Regions from separate parts of the Rattus norvegicus genome. Here region 1 is linked to region 2. A link is a contact called in public Hi-C data. All regions are on one chromosome and are shown on one strand. Each heading gives the region's core, a stretch centred on a gene start, on an enhancer-like site or on the middle of the called end of the contact. The rest is flanking DNA. Distances are from core to core; before and after follow the strand shown.

Region 1 (5,678 bases), core at 3,153-5,652, 170 kb before region 2:
GTTGGACAGCTAACAACATCCTTCAACTCCAAGAATTCTGACACATGCACATAAACATAAAAATAGAAATTATGTTTAAAAATTGTATTCCAGGGGTTGGGGATTTAGCTCAGCGGTAGAGCACTTGCCTAGCGAGCACAAGGCCCTGGGTTCGGTCCCCAGCTCCGAAAAAAAAAAAAAAAAGAAAAGAAAAGAAAAAAATTGTATTCCAAACAGGGAGAAGGGTTACTAGATCTCTCAGTTAATAAATAAGCTTTACATAATCAATTAAGAATTAGATTATGAAGCAGAGGGAGATGGGATGGGATAGGGAGTTTCTGGAAGGGAACTCAGGAAAGGGGATAACATTTGAAATGTAAATTTTAAAAAATCCAATAAAATAAAAAAAATTAGATTATGGACTTACCACCAAAGATCAAACACAAAGGAGGAGAGTGAATTAGTGGCAGAGACCTATAATCGTAACACTAGGCTGAGGTAGGAAAAGTTATAAGTTCAACACCAATCTAGATTATATGGTGAAACTCTGTCTCAGAAACAAAGAAAAGAAAGGGCTGATAACATTCAAACTCAAATATATTAAACCTCAATGGCTAACACACTGCACATAACCCTGAAAGGCAAAAGCGGAGGCATAAAAAGTGTCACCCACAGAAAAGGATCAGCACAGGCGAGCATCACCTTTTTCAGAAAGGGACCTATTTCTACTTCCCAAAAGATAATGAACGGTAACAGTTACTGAGCAGATGACATATAGAAAGCATCACACTCTGCCCCACAGCAGAGAGGCTCTGGCAATAAGAGCAGGTCGAAGCTGTCACCTGAGGAGGTCAAACAGCTCCTTCCGCCCCTTGAACAGTGCCTACATCGGTTACATGGGGACAACCAGGAATCCAAAACTATCAGAAGAGCCCCAGGGCACCTACAGTTCTGACACCTTCAGCATAGCCAGCCCTTCAGCCTGACAGCAACCACTTGCCAGCAACTGGTCCCTCTAAGGACTCATCTTCAAGAGGCTAAGGGGAGGAGGAGATATACAGATTTCTGCCAGCAATCTCACTATGTGGCGTGAAACGACTTACTTAACCTTTCAGACTTGTACTTCGATTTCCCCGTTTGTATCATGTAGCTTATGATAACAGACCTTACACAGGAACTGTGAGATTACTACAATGGTTAAATTGGTTGGATCCTCCTGGGAAGAAAGGAAGGAAGAAAGGAAGGAAGGAAGGAAGGAAGGAAGGAAGGAAAGAAAGAGGAAAGGAAAGGGAAAAAAAAAAACTCAGAACAAGACTAAAAAAACTATCAAGAGTACTTGAAATTAGCCTGGGCTGCCTAGCAAGATCCTACCTCAAAAAGAAAAAAAAAAAAAAAAAAAACAAGCCAGGAGTTGTAGTTCACACCTGTAATCCCAGCACTTGGGAGGTTGAGGCTGGAGAACTTCCATGAATTCAAGGCCAGCCAGGGCTACACTACAAGACTCTGTCTCAAAACAGAAAAAGAGAAAAGTCAAACAAAAAACGTAATTAATGTGAAATAGGTTCAAATATAACAAAAGCAATGAAAAGCAAACAAAAGTCTCTCTCTGTTGCTAAAATTTCTTCCTAGGGGTACATGTAAGCACCCTAGGATTAGCTAAGAAGATTAAAAATAGATTAATACTGCTCAGTTGTTGTGCCTTAAAGCTGGTAAATAAATAAAAAAGTTCTGCCTCAATTTGGGAGCTAGCTGGGTAAGAGAAAAACGTCAACATGCTTATTAAGATGACACTAACATAGATGGGATTCTCTCCTCCATCCCCTAATCTTGTCTGGCATACACACACATACACATAAACACACACACACACACACACACACACACACACACACACACACACACACACACATTACAGTGGTTCTCAATCTTCCTAATGCTGTGAACCTTAACATGATTCCTTGTGTTGTGGTGATCCCATAATTATTTCATGGCTACTTCATAACTGTAATTTTACTACTGTTAATAAATCATAATATCTGATATGTGACCCCTGTGGGGGTCACAACCCACAGGAGAAACCTAGAGTCTAGGCCCTTCCCAAGGACACTGCAATTAGGGCAAAGCTGCATATAACAGGTGGTAGAGAGCCATGGGTACTCAGGTGAGGGCCTAGTGATGCTTCTTGCCTCCATGTGAGGGGATGTAAATAGTCAACAAGCCCAGCTGGGACAATGAGTGTGCCCAGCTGAACTCCACAGATGGTGGCTGAGATTAGTCCTGTACAACACTCTTATACCTGAAACCAAGCCTTAGTGGCTCTGTCTACAAAACGGAGATGACAGATGACCTCATCCACTGCTGTGTAGGTAAAATCGGAGCTTTGTAAAGCCCATGACCCTGCGTAACAATTACCAGGAAGATAATAGCTGTTCACACTTAACAGACTAAAACGCACATAAGAAGAGAAGATGTGTTCTTTCAATAGCAACAAGCAGAAAGCAGCTTAGACACACCTGCACACAATCTAGATTGATATCTGAACTCCAAGCTGTTCATTATCACAGACAAAATAAAAGCACAAAGCTCTGGGGACACTTCATCTCACACCTTCTGCCGATAGCACACGCAGGTGCCAGCAGTACACACAGGCCTTCCCAACTGTCTGACATTGAACCACCAATCGCCAGTCTCTATGCTTACCGAGGTGTGGGTCCAGGAGGTGGGGCTGCTCCTGGTATTTGTCCATAATTACTAAAAGGAAAATAACAAGAAAATCAAATCAGGTGAACCTCAGAGACTCTCCTATTGGCTCTCAGTCACTCTAATGGGACAGCTAGCATCTTCCTAGTCCTTGGGACACCCAGGGACACACCTGACTTCTTGCTGACAGATGCAACACAGCTGCCCAACATCTGTCAGGTTCTTGAGGACCAGTGTGACCACGCCTCCTACTCTTCTCTTGCTCTGCACTCCTTCCCCTCAGATCCTCTTCTCACACATCCTCTGATGCTGACTGGTTTTCTTCTCCAGCCCTTTCTTCACTTTCTACAACTCCACCTCCCCAACTCGTTAGACCCTCTTCCACTTCTTGAGTCCTCCCCTGCTAACCATGATACCCTCCCATTCCAACAATCACCAAACCAATAGCTGTACAACCTCCCCAACCCTGGTCACCTGCTTCCCAACCCCTACCAGAAATTAATCTGTTTACACCCAATCCAATGTTTCTCTGCTTCTGCATTCTCGCCTGCCACATCAGATTCCTTCCACTAAGCCCACCCTGTCTTTCCCAAAACCTTGAGCGCCATCCAAAAAAAAAAAAAAGACATTATGGAGAGAATTTTTTGGCTAAAGAATTCACAAAGATGATTTTGTTCAGGTACAAAACTGTTATTATCAAAAGGTTCATTTGGACATTGTCCTAGTTTGTCTTCTGTTGCTGTGATAAAACTGTCCAAAACCAACTTGAGGAAGAAACGGTTTATTTGGCTTACACAGCCCATCATTGAGGAAATTGAAGGGATGAATTAGAGCAATACAGGCAGAAACTACGGAGGAGTGTTGCTTGCTTACTTGCTCTCAGGCTCAAGTTCAGCTATCCCACAGGCCAGGGATGATACATCCCACAGGCCAGGGATGATACATCCCACAGCGGGCTGGGCCATCCTTCATCAATTAGTAATTAAGGAAATGTCACAAAGACATGCCCACAAGCCAATCTGGTTGGTGGTGGAAATTACCCACTTGAGATTTCTTCTGAGATACGTCTAGGTTTGTGTAAGATTGGCAAAAATGATGACAGACAGTATCCTTTACAAACGACTACCTAAACTTGGGGGATTTAGAACCACCAAGGGAACCTAACGGCACTGCCCATTCTCCTGCCCTGCCTGGAGCAGAGATCCTAAATAAACCTGATGCTCTGAGTTTGCAGAGCCTTGGTCTCATAGCGGGGCCCCATAGGAGCAAAACCCCCATGCCAGGCTGCTTCTCTGCTTGCTTGAAGCACTGGTAGGTTTTTCCTCAGCAAATCTGCTCGTTCCCTCCCTATCCACAGAGAGGTCTCAAGTATGCTTTGCTCAGTTCCTGGGCACCGCAGGGCAGGCAGGAGGTATGGCTCCCCAAGTCCCTTCCTCCCAGATGCAAGGACCTCAAGATAGAGACTCGGGGCCCCGCCCGCACCGCGGAACCGCTCCTCCGCCACCTCCCGGGCCGCGCGCTCGCGGTGCACCGCCGGCAAGCTGCGGAGCAGCGCGCGGGTCTCCGCACTCTCGCCGAACGCTTCCAGGGTGGAGGCGCGGACAAGCGCATCATCCTCCACCTCCTCCTCCGCGGCGCTCGCAGCCGGCTCGTTGCTCAGTACCATCGTGCCAGTAGCAGGCTCCGTAAGAACCCTACCGGCAACCGGGAAGAAAGGAGATACAGCGCGAGAGCGGCCAGCCCCGCCCCGAGACCTTCGACCCCAACTACGGGCCGCTCAAGCCAACAAAACAGCTCGCGCGAAGTCGGCTCAGCCTGCAAATAATGCTTACGTGAGTGGAGGGCAGGACCAGGAACACGAAACTTCCAATGTCTTCAGCCTCAACGTGGAGTGGGTGGAACCCAAAAGGGGTGTGGCCAAGGAGGGTGTGGCCGGAGGAGTGGGCCGGGCCGCTCTTTACAAGGAGTTGGGCAAAGAATGGATTCGGGTGTTGGAAATCTTAGCGTACTGACGACGAGGTCACGGAAAGAACTGTGTTTGAAATTGGGGGCGGGAACCTGGAAGGTTTTGAGCTAGCGCAGGAAAGTGCATGAAAGCTGAGCTAGTAGAAAGAGCCAGAATGGAAGGGTGTTGTATGAACGCAGGGGAGGAGTGGGTTTTGAGTGTGGGGGCAAGAATGAGGCAACGCCATTCTTGGGAGCGCCTCCAAGTGTTGGGTTGGAGGGATGCTTTAAGCGTGTAGGAAGCAATAGGGTGTTGCTCCAGGATGAAGGCTTTTGCCATGACCTCTCAAACATCAGCACCATTACGGCCACCCAAAGCAGTCCTGACAAAAGGCATGGGCTGCACACTGCTGGCCCTGCGTTCACCGGCAGAACAAACCTCCCTGGAAAGTGGAGGACTGGAGTGGTTAGATAGTTTAGTGTCCAAAGTTTCCTGCACTAAACCTCGGGACTTGAATATGTAACAGTAGGCCCCCAAACCTTAGCACAGCTGACTTCATGATGAAAGTGCCATTTAGGCTATAAAACTCAGCACCCGCCAGCCAAATTGAAAACAAAGACTTGATCCTTCAAAGTCCATCAGTCCAGAAAAGTCACTGAATGTGCTAACTGCTTTTTGGCTTCTCTGGTTCTGCTTCTGGCTATCTATTGTTGATAACTGAGGTATGTCAATCCAGAACTTTTTGTGTGTGTGTGTGTGGTTAAAAGTTCACCCTGAGAAGGCTCACTGTTATGCTGGGATCCAGAATACCCAGTGTAGTCACTGGCCAGCGAATAAAGACTTCCTATTGTCTTAAATCTGTATCAGAGCAGTCTTCTCAGATATGTTGTGGGCTGACAAGTTTGGTCCTCACACAGTGGAAGAAGAGAACCACAAGTTGTACTCTGACCTGTACGCACATATTTGAATGCATGAGTACACAAAATAATGTCTAAAAAAAAAATAGAAAAAAAAAAGTGAAGTGCTGGGGAGGATCTGGTAGTGATTGCAACTG
Region 2 (6,485 bases), core at 2,416-4,915:
TCTTCCTCCCAAGTGTTGGATGGGATTAAAGGCATGCACTAAGATACTAACCCCTTTGAATTTTTAAGGTAAACTACAAAATGCAAACATAAAAATAAAAGTTCAAACTAGGATAAAATCATGGTGGTTTAAATACAAGACCAACAAGTACTGTGGTGGTGCACACCCTTAATCCCTGAGTTCGAGGCCAGCCTGATCTATAGAGCTAGAGCTGGTTCCAGGCCACCCAGGGCTACACAGAGAAATCCTGTCTCCAAAACGAATCAAATATAAGGGCAGCCAAGGACAAAAACATTAAGAATATTTCAAAGCAGAGTGCGCCAGTCAGGGGAGTTTATAGATCCCAGCATGCAGGGTTAGTGGATGCTGGGCAGTGGTGGCCCACATCTTTAATTCCAGCACTTGGAGGCAGAGGCAGAAGATCTCTGAGTAAGGCCAGCCTGGTGTACAGATTAAGTTCCAAGACAACCAGGGATACAGAGAAATCCTGTCTGGAAAGAAAAAAAAAGCTGGGGTGGGAGACTCACTAAGAGTTCAAGGACAAGTTTACCTAGACAACAGAGGAAGAAATGTATTTGGAAACAAAGTAACAAGAGTATTCACAACAGTTGTAGTACACCAGTTCCTAGGTGGAGGCAGTAAGGTCTCCAGTTCAAGGTCACCTTGTCATAGTCTCAAAAATACTTCAGCCTTGGCATAACCCTTCCATTATATACTCCTAAGTGTGCATGCCGGTACCTATTTGTTTGTTTAAACTTGAAAAGATTTTGGGTCGCCACAGTGTTGGTTCTGTGGTTAAGAGCATTGGCTGTTCTTCCAAAAGACCCAGGTTCAATCCCCAGGACCCACATGGTGGCTCAAAACTGTGTAGCAGCTCCAAGGAATCCAAAGTCCTCTTCTGCCTGTAAAGGTAGCAGGCACACATGTGGTGCACAGGCACACATGTGTGCACAGGCACACACTTGGAGCTGGAGGGATGGCTCCTGAGCTAAGCACATGTGCTGCTTCAGAAGAGCTACATTTGGCTCCCAGCGCCTATGTCCAATGGTTCATAACCACCTACAGGAGATCCTCTGATGCCTCTGACGAACCTACCTCACATGTACATACCAACACAGACACATACTCATAAGTTTTAATCTAAGTTTTTAATTTAATTTGAAATTTAAAAATAACAATAAAAAATAACTTGTAGGCCAACAAGACAGCTTACTGGTAAGGGCCCATGCTGCCACATCTGATGATCTGAGTCTGATACCCAGGACCCACACAGCAGAAAGAAAATATTGACTCCAGCAAGTTGTCCTCTGGCCTCCATGTGTGTGCTGTAGCGAATGCAAGCAAGGCACAGATATAAACAAATGTAATTTTACTTATTATTTTATTTATTTATTTTGAGGCAAGGGTTAGCCCTGGCTGGCCTGGAACTCTCTATGTAGTCCTGGCTGACCTTGAACTCATAGAGATCCACCTGCCTCTGCCTCCTAAGTGCTGGGATTAAAAGTGTGCCACTACACCTGGCAACAAATGTAACTTTATATTTATTCTATTTTGTGTATGAGAATGTGCTCGCACATATGTTTGTGTACTATGTGCATGCCCAGTGATGACAGCATTTAGAAGAGGGTATCTGACACCTAAAGTTTTGGCTGTAATGTGGATGATGCAAACTGATCCCAAGTCCTCTGCAAGAGCAACAAGTGCTATTAAACACAGAGACTGTTAATATTTTTAAATAAATAAATATATATATAAATACTTTGTAGCCAAGCACAGTGGTGCCTGCTGGAACACCATCCCAAGGATAAGAGATATGGAATACACACACATCAAACCTAAGTTAAAACCACGGCTCTTACCATTATCTCCAAAAACTGAAAGCAATTAAAAACTTCAGTCTGTGGCAAAAGCTGTACTAGCAATGATCTAGAAAGGAACCTGAGGAATAATTAGCATTTCCTAGAGAGCAAAGTTGTTTTTCAAGCACAGTAAATGATAAGTTTATCCAACCACAGAACCAAATTGAAAATTGTTTTGTACAGTGATTGACAGTTCCCTATGAGGCTCCCTTCTCACTCTACACAATCTTATAATTCCTTAAAAAACCAAACACTCTTTGTTCTGTTTTTTTGTTGTTGTTGTTTTATGAGACAGTGTCTCACCATACAACCCAAACTAATCTAGAGTTTACTATACAGTCTAACCTAGCCTGGAACTCAAATTTCTACTGTCTCAGCCTCCAGGGTGCTGGGATTACAGGTTGAAGGCACTGCACCCGGCTAAAGGTGCTTTTTAAAAATTACTGTGTTGAAATATCCAGTTTTCCCAGATTTCTGGACAGGTTTTTAATCCTTCATGTTTGGGGTTTTTAATTTTCAGGCTACAAAAACATTGGGGGAAGAGAACTGTTAGGCTTAAGACACTACCTCCAAAATGTCTTGCCATTGAAACGTGAATTTAAAAAAAAAAAAAAAAAAAAGGTAACAGGTATCTATTCTTCATTTTAGATAGGTATTTTAGTTCAGGGCAGTTTTCCACCACACACAGCTTAACATCTCCCTTGGGTGCTTCCTCCCTGATGGTTAGGCACACAGCACTCATAAAACTTCCACCCACCAACGCTGGTGATGATGGCAGGGAGGGCTGAGGGTTGAAGACAGAAATGATGGTTTGTGTTCTGAGAGTCCCATGTCGGACTGGACAAAGGGCTGTGGGCTAGGATACCAGTGCATGGGAACGGCGGTGTGAGGGCAGACATGAGTGGGCCAGCCAGGTTAAACACTCCGGGTGGAGCGCTGGGGGTTGTGGTCCCAGCTCTGGTAGTGGGTATTAAACTAGGGTAAGTCAGAATCAGTCAGGTCTTGGTTATGGTAGTGAATGGATCCTGGTGGTGAGTCTAGCCTTCCTTGCTCCTGGATAGCGGATCAGGATCCCTCCCTGATGGTGACCAGAAGGTCTGGTTCAGGGTCTGACCCTGCTCATAGGCAGCTGATGTGGGTCTTCTGAATCCTGCCTGATGATGGTTAGGGGGTCTGGGTCCCGCCCCTCCCTCGGGGTGGCTGCTGTGGGTCAGGGTCCCTCCCTGCGGTGGGTAGCCACTGTGGGTCAGGTCCAGGCCGCAGCCCCCGCCCGCCACTCACACGCGCGGCAGCTGCAGCGGCGGCGCCCCCCGCCGCTGGAACACCCCGTCCACGAACACGCCGTTCTTGCCGAGACAGCGCAGGTAGAAGTCGCCGCCCGCGTCCGGCCGGGGCTGCGCGGGTTCCGGGGCGGCCGCGCTATGGCCGCCGCCCGGGGGCGTGAAGATCTCCAGGTGGCGCCGCGAGATGAAGCTCGAGTGGCCCATGCTCACATCTACCGAGCCCTGCGACGAGTTGCGCCCGATGGTCACCGAACGCTTCTTCATGAGGTACTCGAACTCGCGGCCTTCGAGCCGCGCCACGGCCCAGCCGCCCGGCGGGGATCCGCCGCCCCCGGCCCCGCCGCCCGCGGGAGGGGCGCCCGCGCCCGAGAGCGCCGCCGCGGCCGCCATCGCCTGCGAGGCCTGGCCGATCCGCGCGGGCGCCCTAGCGGGCCGAGGCCCGGGCGCGGTCGTGGGCCGCGCGAGCGGAGCACGGTCGCGGAGACCGCCGGCCGGCGAGGAGAGCTGCGAGGGCGGGAGCTCGCACGGCCGCGCGCCGGGCCCTACGACGGACGGGCACGCCGGCCAATGGGCGCGGCGCACGCAGTGGGGCTACCGAGGCCGGCCAATGGAAAGCTGCGCCGCCGAGCGCTCGCACGTCCGGCGTCGTCGCGCGACGCAGGTTGGCCGCAGCGGCGCGGAAAACCCGGGGCGGAGTAGGGAGTTGGCGTGGGGCCGCGCGCGTTCGCGGACTGAGCGGGGGTCCAAGGTCATGGTGGGCGCGAGTGCGCCCCGGGAGCCGCTAGCCACTCTGACATTCCGCCCTAGGCTGCGTAGAATCATGCACGCTGCTCGGGAACCTGCCGCATTGACCGATGTGTCACAGCGCAGGGCTGTAACAGAAATTATCCCAGTAATACATAGAGTTCTGCACTCAGTAATTCATACCAAGGACTGCAAATCTGAACATTTTGCCAATTTGTGTGTGTGTGTGTGTGTGTGTGTTCCCATCTCTCCCATTAAAAAAACGAAACCACTACGGGGCCCCGTGGGAAGAGCAGAGCTATGGAGATCGAGCCGGCTGTGAGGGGCTCTGGAAGCCCGTGCCAAGATAGAGGCGAAGCTGAGACCCCTAGTGTCTTCCCTGGGACCGTAGGGTAGTGGATGCACCTGCTCTAGCTCTGGTAAGAGAGGTACGTGGTCATAAAGAACGTCACAGCAATATGGTGGCCCCTGGGTGCAGGCGATGGGACACAGTGTTCTCTCACTGATGTACAAAAGGAGTTCAAGTCAGGGAGAGTGGATAGGTTGAGAGCAGTCTGGATTTAAGCTGCACAGGATAAATATGGTCATTCTAGCCAAGAGCTTCTAAATAGAGGCCCCAGACTGGAGGCATCAGAACATTTTGCATTTTAATTCATTCTATGTGTCTGAACTTACAATAAATTTAATAGAAATTAATGTTCCTTTATAACATTTACATATCTTATTTGACATATATGTGCCTGTAATTACAGTATAAATTCCTAAGGGTTCAAACTGCTTTCTACTATAAACATGGCAGAGAGCCATTTCATTAAATATTAATTTGAGGCATTGTAGGTGATGTAGAGATAACTATGGAAATGATATAACTAGGTAAGAATGTAAAGACAAAACACAGTCAAAGGAAAAAAGCATGTTCAAGACCAAGAAATGTTTTCCCATTCTTAGTGACACTATTGCGTTGTCCTGAACTCTTGCTTTAATATGTATTTGAGCCTAGGGTGGGTTTGAGGCTGTACCATGTGCCTCTAGCATCTATAAAACAGGGCTAGATCTAACTTTTAGCAGACAAAGCAAACACTTATGTTGCTTTGTTTGGCTTTTGTGGTTGGTCTTGGTGTTTTCTGTGGGGAGGGAAAGACAGTTGTATATAGCCTTGGCTGGCCTGGAACTTATTATATAGGCCAAGGTCACCCAAAACCAAAGAGATCCACCCACCTCTACCTCCCAAGTATTGGGATTAGAGGCATGAGCCACCATATCTGGCCAAACCAAACACTTATAATAAAGATATTTGTTTTAAAGCAATTCTTCAATATACATGTAAACTTAACCATTTATCACAGATGAAAACTACTCTGTATACTAATAGGATACATGTGCCTGTCTGTTCCTGTGTATGTATTGTAGAAGAGTCTGTGTGTCCTACTGTGGGACATGTGGACACCAGGGATTTATGTCAGGATGTCCTCCTCAGTGGCTTTTCTCCATTGTCTTTTTCTGAAACAGGGTCTGTCCACGAACCTGGAGTTCACTGTTTTGACAAGGCTGGTTGCCCAGTGAGCCCCCCGGATACACTTGCCCATACTCCCTCCTATGCCCCATTTCCACCCAGATGAACATTTGATCCTGCAGGATATAGAGCATCATTGATGTTTTTCAGAGTTGATCCATATTTGTTGGTTGGTTGGTTTGTTTGAGATAGGGTCTCACTATATAGCCCTGACTGGCATAGAACTCACCATGTAGATCAACAGGCTGGCCCAGAACTCAAGAGTTACCTTCCTCTGCATCCCAAGAACTGAGATTTAATGTATACTCCAGCAAATTTTGATTTTATGATTATCAATGTTAAGAACACTGATTTATATAAACACACAGCTACAAAATGGCAGAGTGTGTCTAAGATTATCTCAATTGTTGGCAAGCTTATCTCAAAAATAAATGTAAGCAAAAATCCTGATACCTATTGGAGGGGCTAAAATTATTAATATGACTGTCAGTATAAGGAGCTGGCAATGATGTGAAGCAACCGAGGCTAGAAATCCATGTGGCGCTGTGAGAGATGGTTTGTCTCCTTCTTTATTTCCTTTTGAGGCATCAAGTACCCCAGGCTCACCTCAAACACTGAAAGTTCTGAGGATGACCTTGAACTTCTGATCCTAACAGCACCTCCCATATGGTGGGATAAAAGGCACTTGCCATGCCTGTTCATGTGGTGCTCAGGATAGATCTAGGACTTTGTGCATGATAGGCAAGGAAAATCTGATTTTTTTATGAATTTCACAAATGAATAATATACGTTCCATCTTGAATTTTTAAAAATATTCCAAGTTTTTCCTTTAGAGGCATGGGGGGTGAGATAGGTTTCTCTGTGTAGCCCTGACTGTCCTGGAACTCCCTCTGTAGACCAGGCTGGTTTTGAACTCAGGAGATCTGCCTGCCTCTGCCTGCAGTGCTGGTATTAAGGCTTAAGATGTTGGGATTTGAGAGGGAATATCACTAGACATGGTGGCTCATGCCTCTCACCCCAGCACTTGGGAGGTGACGGAGGCAGGAGAATCGGTTCAAAGCAAGCCTTGGCTAAACGTGACGGTAT

What was found. A called contact is a pair of places that touch in the nucleus more often than the background predicts.
Region 1: a Hi-C map of frontal cortex shows a contact between it and region 2, with 2.8 times the contacts expected there. The contact joins the promoter of Tbcd here to the promoter of Foxk2 in region 2. A contact is called at or near these places in 2 of 12 Hi-C or Micro-C datasets (frontal cortex and prefrontal cortex).

Annotation. Positions count from the first base shown.
Region 1 is chr10:107,214,391-107,220,068 of GRCr8, reverse strand. Tbcd (tubulin folding cofactor D) reads right to left here and starts at 4,402. Exons shown (of 39, transcript NM_001271364.2): 1 at 4,162-4,402; 2 at 2,680-2,730. The coding sequence starts at 4,345.
Region 2 is chr10:107,038,113-107,044,597 of GRCr8, reverse strand. It overlaps Foxk2 (forkhead box K2), which reads right to left and starts at 3,665. Exons shown (of 9, transcript NM_001401861.1): 1 at 3,141-3,665. The coding sequence starts at 3,532. LOC134480920 (a long non-coding RNA gene) reads left to right here and starts at 3,821. Exons shown (of 2, transcript XR_010055927.1): 1 at 3,821-4,314; 2 at 5,396-5,843.